Linked DNA regions of Bos taurus: region 1 is linked to region 2. Evidence: chromatin contacts called from public Hi-C data. All regions are on one chromosome and are shown on one strand. The core of a region is the stretch at or near the end of the contact, and the rest is flanking DNA. Distances in the headings are between cores, read along the strand shown. Region 1 holds the start of DDX4 (DEAD-box helicase 4). Region 2 has its middle 61 kb from the start of MIR2359.

Region 1 (6,845 bases), core at 1,167-3,666, 160 kb after region 2:
GAAAAAAATACTCCCCAATAATAAACTGTAGATATTCATGACAATACTACAGTGCAAAGATAACACTTTAATTTCTACCAACAGAAAATTAATTATGTTATGGTAGTTCTAGTCCATTAAATACTATATAACCATAAGAAATTATTTTTAGGAAGTTAGTAATACGGGATAGCTAGTGCTGAAGAGTGAAAAAGCTGAAATCAAAAATTACTATAATGTACAATCATTACAATCCATATAAAAATGTGTTTGGGAAATACAGTAGAAAATTTACTAAAACCTCAACAGAGCATTTGTGCTAGTGAGCGAGACTGTTAGGTAATGTTTCACCTCTTTTGGTCTTACAGTATTTTTATGATATTGTAACATAAAGAAGACTATAAAAAGATAACATACAAAAAAAATGTTATTTCTAAAACAAGTCCCAAAGCAAGAAACATTATAAATTCAGATTAACATTTTAGGTATTTTAATCTAAACTTTATATGCAAACAGACCAAATTCAAGACAGACAAAGAATTAAATTTTATGTTTTGGGGTAAATTAAGAATTTCTATAAGATATCACTTGAAATAGAAAGTGTCAGAACTGACTAACATAAATACAAACTGGAAATCCTAAAAGGAAAACAATTTGACCTTTGGAGACATTTTCAAGTAGATAAAATTTATGTAAAAGCAATCCATTAAATATACTGTTTTCCAAAGTAGACTCTGTTCATCATCTTAAAGTCACAACTAAATTCCAAAAACCCACTCCATAACCCCCTCACCTAAATTACAGTGTAACTTTTCAAAAGCTATTGAGGAAAAAGATCTGCAGATTTGTACATCTGAAGATCAAACTGATGTTACCATCTGAACCAGCCTAATGTTTTCAACTTGAGACCCCTGCTTGTATAAAACCAATTTTCAGAATTCAAATTGCCACCCAAAAACGAATTTTATTTTTCCATTTTCTATACAACTATATCTGAGACATTCAACCACATTAACACAAGCTTGCTTTCACCCACAATAAGTTCTAAATCACTGAGATTTAAATTAAGTTGCTAATAATATTATACCCGTTTTAGGTTTTAATTATTACATTACGTCAGACTGTTTTCTTCTATTTGAGGCTTAGCATGCTTCATCATTCCCTATAAGACAGTTAATAACCATCAGGTGGAGAAGCACAGCATGCTTCTCACCACAGATGAACTTTCTCACCACAGAGATTTTCAACTTTGATAAAATCTGTAGCATTCAATAACTACAAACTTTAAATTTTATTACCTTCTCAAATACAGGAACATAGGAAGATATATGAGGTTTGATTATTTCTGCTTCCCAATCTTCATCTCCCATGGTGGCTTCCAGTTCAGTTTTTATAAAAATACAAACATGCACATTTAGGCTCAGTCAGAATCAGAGATCACAGTTGTACCTTTAAAAGCATAAACCATCTTTTCACACATATACCTCCAAACTACACAATTAACTGTTGATCCTCCCCAGAAGTTTTTGCAAAAAGAGCAATTAAAGTTTTGTTTCTTACCGAGAGAGACCATTTATATTCATCCTTTTGGCTCAGACGGTAAAGAATCCGCCTGCAATGTGGGAGACCTGGATTCGATCCCTGGGTTGGGAGGATCCCCTAGAGAAGGGAATGGCTACCCACTCCAGTATTCTGGCCTGGAGAATTCCACGGACTGTATAGTCCATGGGGTCGCAAAGAGTCGGACACTACTGAGCGCTTCCAATTTTTTACCTTAAAAAATTAGTTGAACCACTTATCTAATCACTCTAGCAATCACCATGTTCCGGTGAAGTCTAGGCTTTTCCCCAAAATCTGTTGACAGAATTTATTTTCTCACCGAAGGGTTCCCAGTACGTCTTACTGAATATTAAGGGGGAGGGGAAATTTTTCAGACACTACTCAAGGTTTCTCCCTTCAAAACTGGGTACGACATTTCGCGTGGGGTTTATTTAGTTTCTTTGGCGGGGAGGGGGAGATTGACCAGGGATCAAGGCCTTGAAGTTTGGCAGGGAAGGAAGGGGTGATTAGGTGGCCCAAATGTCTCCAACAAACAACTACTTTCGCGAAAGAAAGTGTATACACGAATAGTTCTACAACCATCCGTGTTCTGAGAGTCTTGTTCTCTGAACACGGATGGTGTAGCACCAGGTGGTCAAAAATGCTCCTTCGCCTTTCCTGCAGGCCTCAACTCCAGACTTCGGACACGCACCGTGCTACTGGACTCTCCGGCAGGAAGCAGAAAGACCCCAAAGGACAGCTTCAAACCCCTACCCACCCCAACGGTTCTTCACTTGGCCCGAAGTCCAGCTACTACTAGGAAGGCCAGAGCGTTGGGATGACTCCTGTACTGGGAAAAGAGCCGGCGGCCTACTCACCTCTCCGCGGCTTGCTCTCCCGGGGTCCTCACAGGCGCTGACGCGGCTTAAACGGCTGCACGTGCAGGACGCAGACTGCGTCTGGTGCGCTTATCCAACAACAAATGGCACCAGGCGACGAACTCCATCAGCCAATCAGCGTCAGGCAGCCATGTCGTCCCGCCCCCATCTCCCGCCTCTCCTACCCTACGCGTTCGCGTTCGAGGCCGCTGTCGGCTGACCCATTACGTTCCGGACGGAGTGGCCCGTTAGGCCTGGGGGTACAAGGTTGATCGTGGGTCACTTTCTCTGGATGCTTGTGCGGGGTCCTCAATCTGGAGAGGCTATAGAATTTTCCTATGTAAGCACTGCAAGTCAAAGTTTAAAATAGAAGAGGAATTAAAACGTCCTCCTACCTACCTCTTTAAGTTTTCTCTCCTTTTTTTGCCTACTGCAGTCCCTGGCAGTTGGCCTCTATTTCTGAGGCGCTTGCTTCACATCCAGGGGGTTCCCAGGTACCTCAAAGTATGGCTGAGGCCGGGGGTGGTGGTGTATTTCTTTTTCTTCCCAGACCGAAGTTATGAGACTGTCACGCTGATACCTAGGAGGCTGTGAAGACAGTAACTTGTCTTAAAGAGCTAGAGGTCGAATTCTTTGGGCACCCTCTGATCCGGAAAGGAAAAATAAATTGTGCTGGTGAAGGTCGTTCATTAGATTTGTGACCCACCTGTTTATAGCCCTACTTACTGGCCAAACCTAAGGGTGTCCGAAGGTAGTTCAGACTTACACTCATCAACCAGTTAGTGTTCTGGCCCACAAAAAGTCAGAGAAATCTTTCCATATTTTCCTATCCTTCCAAAAGGCATAACAACACACCACTGGAAAAATGCCATTTTTATTTTTGGCTTTATATTCATCATTTTCCATGCTCTGAATCTTTTAATAAATTCCTGAATAGTTCAGAAATGTAAGTCCCAACACAGTCTGACACTCAATAGAGGCTGAAGTACTTTATGGAACACTTTACACTTTCCAGCTCTAGAACCATCATTATTGGTCTCTTTAATTAAAAATACTTATTTTCTTTGAATCCTTAAAAAGTATTTATTTGGTTAGCATCAAACTTTGTCAGACTATTATCAAGGTGAATTTAAAAGATTACATTTAACAAAAGTGAAACCAGAATATTTTTTATAATTTTTATTTTTTCATTTTAAAAATTTCTATTTAAAAAATTTTTACTTGAGGCATCTTATACTTTCAACTGTATATGTATGAGGGAGAGCTACCAACACTCTTTCTGATGTTCTGAATTTGTACACAGGGTCCTCTGATGTATTTTTACTCACTTTGAATTGAATGTTCTTTCGAAAATTTTTATGTTGTAGGAAAATATGTATTAAGTGAAAATAAAATATGAAATTGTGTAGATAGAATGATAACCAACTAGCTTTTTTATTTTAGGAATGGAAAGCTTGGAAATATTTTCTAAAATGAGCATATTTTTTTAAAACACTTGGCAAACATTCTCCACTATTAACTCTAGAAGAAATTTTTGTGCTTTCAGGTATTGCAATGAAATAGTTCTTTATGAAACAATATAATCCTTGAGAGCTCCTAGTTAAGAAAAAGTTCATTCTGATGAGAACTGAAGTTCAGTATTGAGTAAAGGATAAACAATGGATAAAAATCATGCAATTCAAAACTTGAACATAAACAGTGAAAAAAAGACAAGCACGGTTTAGTAAACACTTGCTCCTTAATGGGTGTCCCAAGAAAATCAAGCCAGTATAAATATATTCTATTTTCTTATTCTCACTAACAGATCCTAAGTTACTGGTGGTAATAAATCACAATGTATGGAAAAGGCAGAGATTCATTCATAAGTTAAAGAGGCTTTAAATGAGCACCTACTGTATGCCAGGTATTATGCTAAATGTTCCAGGTAAAATTAGCTTCTCAAGCAACATTCTAGTGACAAGAATGGCAATGACCAATGAAATTTAAACCTTAACATTCTTATCTCAAAAGATTCCCTGGAAAGCTTATGTAATGTTTCTCCAAATTCCCTAAATCCCTTATAATAAGGTAGGGCAAGAGTTTCCTCAAAGCTGTCTCTCAGTTTGGAATCAATGTAGTTAGTTCAAAGTACTGCATATAAATATGACTGATATAGATTTTATGTTCTTAGCATTCTCTCCACATTATTCAAGTTATGATTTTTTAATTGATGTGTACTGTGCCTTGCGCCATGTCAAGTCTATTAAAAATTCTTTTAATCTACCAGTAGTACATGGGGCTTCTCTGGTGGTTCAGTGGTAAAGAACCTGCTTGCCAATGCAGGAGACGTGGGTTCAATCCCTGGGTCCAAAGACTTTCTGGAGAAAGAAATGACAACCCACTCCAGTACTGTTGCCTGGGAAATCCCATGGACAGAGGAGCCTGGTGGGCTACGGTCTATGGGGTCACTAAAGAGTCAGACACGACTTACTGACTGAACAACAACAAACAGTACAAAAATGGATTACCTCATGTGGGGGAGAATTAGATGTTCATCTTTAAGTATTATAAATATTTGAGAATCTTTTATTATGTACATAACCATACAATAGGCTAAAAAGAATTAAATACTGCAGATTGGAGCCCTATAAATCAACACAAAAACGAGGTGGAGTGGGTTATAATGTCTCAGACAGGTAGCACATCTTGTACTAGTGAAACTTCTAAGGAAGAAAGCAACTTGGACAAGGGTTTTCAGCATACCAAGCAAGGTTCAGAGAGGCCAAAATATCTGTATTTTTCAAGTAATGGCTAAGGCAGTGTTTATGAATGTGTGGTACTCATACTACTGATTTTAGGCAACTCATAGACAATTTTAATTTTGATAGTCATTTTAGTGTTTTTATTTAATATCTTAGTATATATTAGACACATTCAGTGCACATGTTGATAATGAACTCTGTTCAAGAAGCTTCGAGGTAACAAGCACCCTCTTATATCACTGTTGGGGATGTTCCATGCCCTAAACCTTGAGGGAAGGGAATTTGACAACATCTAGCAAAATCACATGTGTATTTACCCTTGGATCCTGTAATCCTACTTCTAGAATTTATCTCAAAGATACACTAACAAAAATATAAAAGGACAAATCTCATGTTCAGTTGCTCAATTGTGTCCAACTCTGCAACCCCATGGACTGCTGCACGCCAGGCTTCCCTGTCCTTCACCATCTCCTGGAGCTTGCTCAAACTCATGTCCATTGAATCAATGATGCCATCCAACCATCACATCTTCTGTCATCTCCTTCTCCTCTTGCCTTCCATCTTTCCCAGCATCAGGGTTTTTTTCTAATGAGTCAGCTCTTCATGTCAAATAGCCAAAGTATTGGCCCCTCAGTTCAGCATCAGTCCTTCTAATGAATATGCAGGATCGATTTCATTTAGGATTGACTGGTTTGATCTCCTTGAAGCCCAAGGACTCTCAAAAGTCTTCTCCAAAACCACAATTCAAAAGCATGAATTCTTTGGCATTCAGCTTCTTTATGGTCCAACTCTCACATCCATACATGACTACTGGAAAAACCATAGCTTTGACTAGACGGACCTTTGTCAGCAAAGTAATGTGTCTGCTTTTTAATACACTGTCTAGGTTTGTCATGGAGAAGGCAATGGCAACCCACTCTAGTACTCTTGCCTGGAAAACCCCATGGACGGAGGAGCCTGGTAGGCTGTAGTCCATGGGGTCGCTAAGAGTCGGACACGACTGAGCGACTTCACTTTCACTTTTCACTTTCATGCATTGGAGAAGGAAATGGCAACCCACTCCAGTGTTCTTGTCTGGAGAATCCCAGGGACGGGGGAGCCTGGTGGGCTTCCATCTATGGGGTCTCACAGAGTTGGACACAACTGAAGCGACTTAGCAGCAGCAGCAGCAGCAGATTTGTCATAACTTTTATTTCAAGGAGCAAGCATCTTTTAATTTCATGGCTGCATTCACCATCTTAGGTGATCTTGGAGCCCCCCAAAATAAAGTCTGTCACTGTTTCCACAAAGTTATTAACTGCAAAACTAAAAGTTAACCAGAAATAAGTCAAAAATCCCTCAATAGCAGACTGAAACATCCACCTATGTAGTTGAAGGGGCAGAAAAATTTTCCCTTCTTCCTTTGTAGGCTTTTTGGCTGGCCCAATAATTAAACTGACATTAAACGAAAGGAGAAAAACAACTTTAATTTCATACATACAGGAGTCACACAAAAATATGAGACTCAAAGAAGTGACCAGGGGTTTTCTTGATGGCTCAGTATCAATATAATGTCCTTCCAGTGCATATCCAGGGTTTATTAACTTTAGGATTGACTGGTTTGATCTCTGCAGTCCAAGGGACTCTCATAGTCTCCTCTAGCACCACAATTTGAAAGCATCAATTCTTCGGTGCTCAGCTTTCTTTATGGTCCAACTCTCATATCCCT
Region 2 (6,662 bases), core at 2,955-5,454:
AGGCTTCTCTGTCCTTCACTGTCTCCCAGAGTTTGCTCAAACTTAGATCCATTGAGTCAGTGATGCCATCCAACTGTTGGAATAGTGTATAATTTCCTCGGTTCTGTCTTGCCTCAACGAAGATTTGAAATGGTGAACCAGTGTGACAGCTCAGTTACACCTCAGAGTTCATTCAATAAACAAAGGATAGTACACTCTTGAGGCATGAGGGCAGGCCGACCCCAAAGGAGAGGTCTCAACCCATCTTGGCTCCCCATTTTTTTATACGTTTTTTTCTCCTCCCCAACCCCTTTGCCCCCGCACATGCTATGCAAATGAGGGCTAGCCAGGAAGTGGGCATGTTTGTTTCATCTGAGGTTCTCACTCCGGTCTGTGGATTTTTCCTTTGTTCCCTTTTCGAGGGCTTTTCTGCTTCTTTTAGACACCACTATTTTGGACTCCTTTTTCCTATTCTAACTACCTAACACAACCATCTCACTGTCACCCCCGTCTTTTCTTGCCCTCAATCTTTCCCAGCATCAGGGTTATTTCCAATGAGTCGACCCTTCACATCAGTGGCCAAAGTATTGGAGCTTCAGCTTTAGCATTAGTCCTTCCAATGAATATTCAGCATTGATTTCCTTCAGGATTGACTGGTTTGATCAACAAATTGACTGGTTTGTCCCTTGCTGTCCAAGGAATACTCAAGAGTCTACTCCAGCACCACAGTTTGAAAGCATCAATTCTGACGCTCTTTAGCCTTCTTTAGAATCCAAATCTCACATCCCTACGTGACTACTGGAAAAACCATAGTTCCAATTATACGAACTTTTGTCGGCAAAGTGATGTCCGTGCTTTTAAATATGCTGTCTAGCTTTGTCATGACTTTTCTTTCAAGGCGCAAGTGTCTGAATTTCTTGACTGCAGTCACTGTCCACAGCGCTATTCCCATCTCTAAGAATTTTCCTCAGTTTGTTGTGATCCACACAAAGACTTTAGTGTAGTCAATGAAGCAGAAGTAGATGTTTTTCTGGAATTCCCTTGCTTTTACTATGATCCATCAGATGTTGCCAATTTGATCTCTGGTTCCTCTGTTTTTCTAAGTCCAGAGCTTCCATCTGGAAGTTCTTGGTTCACATACTATTAAACCCTAGCTTGAAAGATTTTGAGCATTACCTTGCTAGCATGTGAAACTAGTGCAATTGTGTGGTAGTTTGAACATTCTTTGGCATAGCCTTTCTTTGGGATTGGAATGAAAACTGTCCTTTTCCAGTCCTGTGGCCACTGCTGAGTTTTCCAAATTTGCTGACATTTTGAGTGCAGCACTTTCACAGCATCATCTTTTAGGATTTGAAATAGCTCAGCTGGGATTCCATCACCTCCACTAGCTACTTTGTTGCTCAGTCATGTCTGACTCTTTGTGACCCCGTGGACTGTAGCCCACCAGGCTCCTCTGTCCATGGGGATTCTCTAGGCAAGCATACTGGAATGGGGATGTTCCCAGCCAAGGGATTGAACCCAGGTATTCTGCATTGCAGGCGGATTCGTTACCAACTGAGCCACCAGGGAAGCACTTGTTCATAGTAATGCTTCATAATGCCCACTTGACTTCACACTCCAGGTTGTCTGACTCTAGGCGATTGGTCGCACCATCATAGTTATCCAGGTTGTGAAGACCTTTTTTGTACAGTTCTGTGGATTCTTGCCACCGCTTCTTAATATTTTCTGGTTCTGCTAGGTCCTTGCTATTCTTGTCCTTTATTGTGTATGTCTTTGCATGAAATGTTCTGTGGTATCTCGAGTTTTCTTGAAGAGATCTCTAGTCCTTCCTATTCTACTATTTTCCTCTTTCTTTGCATTGTTCACTTAAGAAGGGTTTCTTATCTCTCTTGACTGTTCTCTGGAACTCTGCATTCAGTTGGGTATATATTTACCTTTCTCCTTTGCCTTTCACTTCTCTTCTTTTCTCGGCTATTTATCTTCTCAAAGGCCTCTTCAGACCCCTTTTGCCTTCTTGAATTTCTTTGATGGTTTTGGTACTGCCTCCTGTACTGTGTTGTGAGCCTTCTTCCATAATTCTTCAGGTGTTCTGTCTACCACATCTAATCCTTGAATCTGTTTATCACCTCCACTGAATAATGATAAAGGATTCGATTTAGGTCATACCTGAATGGCCTATGGTTTACACTACTTAATTCAATTTAAGCCTGAATTTTGTAATAAGGGGTTCATGATCAGAGCCACAGTCGGCTCCAGGTCTTGTTTTTGCTGACTGCATAGAGCTTCTCCATCTTTGACTGCAAAGAATATAATCAATCTGATTTCAGTGTTGACCATCTGGTGATGTCCATGTGTAGAGTCTTCTCTTGTATTGTTGGAAGAGGGTGTTTGCTATGACTGTGTGTCCTCTTGGCAAAACTCTGTTAGTCGTTACCCTGCCTCACTTTGTACTCCAAGGCCAAACTTACCTATTACTCCAGGTATCTCTTGACTTCCTACATTTGCATTCCAATCCCCTATGATAAAAAGGACTTTTTTTTTTTTTTTTTTGGTGTTAGTTCTAGAAGGTCTTGGAGGTCTTCATAGAACTGTTCAACTTCAGCTTCTTTAGCATTAGTGGTTGGAGCATAGACTTGGATTACTGTGATGTTGAATGGTTTGCCTTGGAAATGAACCGAGATCATTCTGTCATTTTTGAGACTTCACCCAAGTACTGCATTTCAGACTCTTCTTGACTATGAGGACTATTCCATTTCTTCTAAGGGATTCTTGCCCACAGTAGTAGATATAATGGCCATCTGATTTAAATTTACCCATTTCCAGTCCGTTTTAGTTTGCTGATTCCTAAAATGTCAATGTTCACTCTTGCCATCTCCTGCTTGATAACCTCTGATTTACCTTGATTTATGGACCTGACATTCCAGGTTCCTATGCAGTACTGTTCTGTACAGCATTGGACTTCCACTATCAGACACATCCAGAGCTGGGTGTCATTTCTGCTTTGGACCAGCCTCTTCTTTCTTTCTGGAGCTATCTCTCTGCTCTTGCCCAGTAGCATATTGGACAACTACCAAGCTGGGGGAGCTCATCTTCTGGCGTCAAATCTTTTTGCTTTTTCATACTGTTCATGGGGTTCTTGAGCCAAGGATGAGCTGTGCTGTGCTAAGTCACTTCAGTCGTGTCTGACTCTGTGCGATACTATGGAAGAGCCCACAGTGCTCTTCATTCCATGGGATTCTCCAGGCAAGATATTGGGGTGGGTTGCCATTTCCTTCTCCAGGGGATCTTCCCGACCCACGGATCCTCTTAATTCCCCGACCTGCGTTGTCTTAAGTCTCCTGAATTGGCAAGGTGGGTTCTTTACCACTAGAGCTGCCTGAGAAGCCTAGCACTATTCATGGGGTTCTCAAGGCAAGGATACTGAAGTCACTTGCCATTCCTTTCTCCGGAGGACCACGTTTTGTCAGAACTCCCCACCATGACCCATCCATCTTCAGTGGCCCTGCATGGCATGGCTCATAGCTTCACTGAGCTACACAAGGCTGTGATCCATGTGATCATGTTGGTTCACTTTCTCTGATTGTGGTTTTCATGTTCAGGCTGCCTCAGTTCAATTCCTGGTCAGGGAATTAAGATCTCACTTCACACCACTGCTCACGGCTGCCTTGTGGAGATCACCCTCAGCACACGCATTTGCTCTAGCCACATGTAGAAAGACCTAAGAGAGAAGTAAAGGCGTCCCTCCTTCCCAAGCATGATGCCTGTTAACACAGCTTCTGCATTCTCACTGTGCATGCTTAGTCTCTCAGTCATGTCCGACTTTTTGTGACCGCATGGACTGTAGCCCACCAGGCTCGTCTGTCCATAAGGATTCTGCAGTCAAGAATACTGGAGGGGGTTGCCATGCCTTCCTTCAGGAGATCTTCACAACCCAGGGATCAAAACCAGGTCTCCCACATTGCAGGTAGATTCTTTACCATCTGAGCCACCAGCGAAGCCCATGCAGTCTCATTACTGTATTAAAAAAACAACGGTGGAGCCTGACAACTGCAGCCAGTGACCAAAAGATCTAGGGGAGGGCATTTTTCCTGAGTGCTCGGATCACACTCCTGTGCTGGTTGGTTCTGCCATGAACTTCACATGTCTGCTGCTAAGCACAGGTACCACCTCCCAGCCTAACCTCTTCAGAGGCCTTTTTTGCAAAGTGGTTTTCCAGCTGTACCTGCCCAACTGCAGCTAATCCACTAGAGGGCAGCATTGGCAGCAGGAAGGGCCCACTGAGGTCCTGCTGCTGCTGCTGCTGCTGCTAAGTCGCTTCAGTCGTGTCCGACTCTGTGCGACCCCATAGACGGCAGCCCACCAGGCTCCCCCATCCCTGGGATGCTCCAGGCAAGAACACTGGAGTGGGTTGCCATTTCCTTCTCCAATGCATGAAAGTGAAAAGTGAAAGTGAAATCGCTCAGTCGTGCCCAACTCCTAGCAACCCCATGGACTGCAGCCTACCAGACTCCTCCGCCCATGGGATTCGCCAGGCAAGAGTACTGCTGCTCCAACCAAAAGGTCGACATTTGCTTTCCAGGCTTCATCTTCTGATCCTGTTTTTCCAGCTTCAGACAGCCTCCTCTCCAGGTATACACTCGCTAGTTACCAGACCTTATTGTGTTTCTTCCTATCTCCTGGCCCATGCATATAATTTCTTCTAAAATGGTCTCCTGGCCACAATCCATAGCTCAGCTGGAAAATTCTTACCTCATTTCAGTTCAGTCACTCAGTCGTGTCCGACTCTTTGTGACCCCAGGGACTAAAGCATGCCAGGCCTCCCTGTCCATCACCAATTTCCAGAGTTCACTCAAACTCATGTCCATGGAGTTGGTGATGCCATCCAACCACTTCATCCTCTGTCGTCATCCCCTTCTCCTCCCACCTTCAATCTTTCCCAGCATCAGGGTCTTTTCAAATGAGTCTGCTTTTCACATCAGGTGGCCAAAGTATTGGAGTTTCAGCTTCAGCTTCAGTCCTTCCAATGAATATTCAGGACTGATCTCCTTTAGGATGGACTGATTGGATCTCCTTGCAGTCCAAGGGACTCTCGAGTCTTCCAACACCACAGTTCAAAAGCATCAATTCTTCGGCGCTCAGCTTTCTTTTTGGTCCAACTCTCACATCCATACATGACTACTGGAAAAACCATAGCCTTGACTAGACGGACCTTTGTTGGCAAAGTAATGTCTCTGCTTTTTAATATGCTGTCCAGATTAGTCATAATTTTCTTTCCAAGCAGCAAATGTCTTTTAATTTCATGGCTGCAATCACCATCTGCAGTGATTTTGGAGCCCAAAAAATAAAGTCTGACACTGTTTCCCCATCTATTTGCCATAGGATCAGATGCCATGATCTTAGTTTTCTGAATGTTGAGTTTTAAGCCAACTTTTTCACTCTCCTCTTTACTTTCATCAAGAGGCTCTTTAGTTCTTCACTTTCTGTCATAAGGGTGGTGTCATCTGCACATCTGAGGTTATTGATATTTCTCCCGGCAATCTTGATTCCAGCTTGTACTTCATCCAGCCCAGCATTTCTCATGATATACTCTGTATATAAGTAGGGTGACAATATACAGCCTTGACATACTCCTTTTCCTATTTGGAACCAGTCTGTTGTTCCATGTCCAGTTCTGACTGTTGCTTCCTGACCTGCATACAGAGTTCTCAAAAGGCAGATCAGGTGGTCTGGTATTCCCATCTCTTTCAGAATTTTCCACAGTTTGTTGTGATCCACACAGTCAAAGGCTTTGGCATAGTCAATAAAGCAGAAATAGATGTTTTTCTGGAACTCTCTTGCTTTTTTGATGATCCAGCAGATGTTTGCAATTTGATCTCTGGTTCTTCTGTCTTTTCTAAAACCGGCTTGAAAACCTGTAAATTCATGGTTCACATACTGTTGAAGCCTGGCTTGGAGAATTTTGAGCATTACTTTGCTAGTGTGTGAGATGAGTGCAATTGTGCGGTAGTCTGAGCATTCTTTGGCATTGCCTTTCTTTGGGATTGGAATGAAAACTGACCTTTTCCAGTCCTGTGGTCACTGCTGAGCTTTCCAAATGTGCTGGCATATTGAGTGCAGGACTTTCACAACATCATCTTTTAGGATTTGAAGTAGCTCAACTGGAAAATTCTTACCTACTCACCAATAAAAGCCTCACACATATCTTCCTGGGTGAGCCTTTTCCATTCTCTTCCTCTCTCTTTCCCCATGGAGTTAAGGGCCTCCTGTGTCCTGAGACCAGATCGATGCCAGTGTTTATCTCTCTCTCTGACTAGGGAGCTGAACCCCTGGAGGCAGGGTCCCTGTCTTACTTGTCTCTCAGTCTCTGGCACCTAGCGTAGTGTTTGATATTTATAGGTGCTTGAAAAATCTTGTTTATAAAAAGAGCTGGATGAATGTATAGACAGAACAGACTTTTTAATTCGTTAGTGAATTTCTTTTAATTTTTAGTGTGTGTCTCAGATTCTGTTTTACCCAGAGTTGCATAACCATGGGAAGTTAGAAACCTGCCCACTTCTCCACCTCCAATGTGAAAGCTTCTGCCGATTTCCATCCCCAACTCCCTTCCACCCCTACCCAAGGGCAAAAGCTGTTTAAAAGCAGCACATACATTCAGCAAGTCAAAAAACAAAAATTCGAGAAAA

What was found. Hi-C and Micro-C count contacts between places; a contact is called where the count stands out from the background.
Region 1: a Hi-C map of liver shows a contact between it and region 2, with 2.7 times the contacts expected there. The contact joins the promoter of DDX4 here to the enhancer-like site in region 2. A contact is called at or near these places in 2 of 11 Hi-C or Micro-C datasets (liver and skin fibroblasts).

The regions. Positions count from the first base shown.
Region 1 is chr20:23,422,158-23,429,002 of ARS-UCD2.0, forward strand. DDX4 (DEAD-box helicase 4) reads right to left here and starts at 2,417. Exons shown (of 21, transcript NR_103807.1): 1 at 2,397-2,417; 2 at 1,278-1,354.
Region 2 is chr20:23,256,872-23,263,533 of ARS-UCD2.0, forward strand. No RefSeq gene overlaps it. Among named protein-coding and RNA genes, the nearest start is that of MIR2359, 61 kb to the left of the region's middle. Within about 2 kb of position 4,205, at least 7 of the 102 cell types and tissues checked have an H3K27ac peak or open chromatin away from gene starts, as enhancers often do. A contact at or near this core is called in liver, where this site is marked.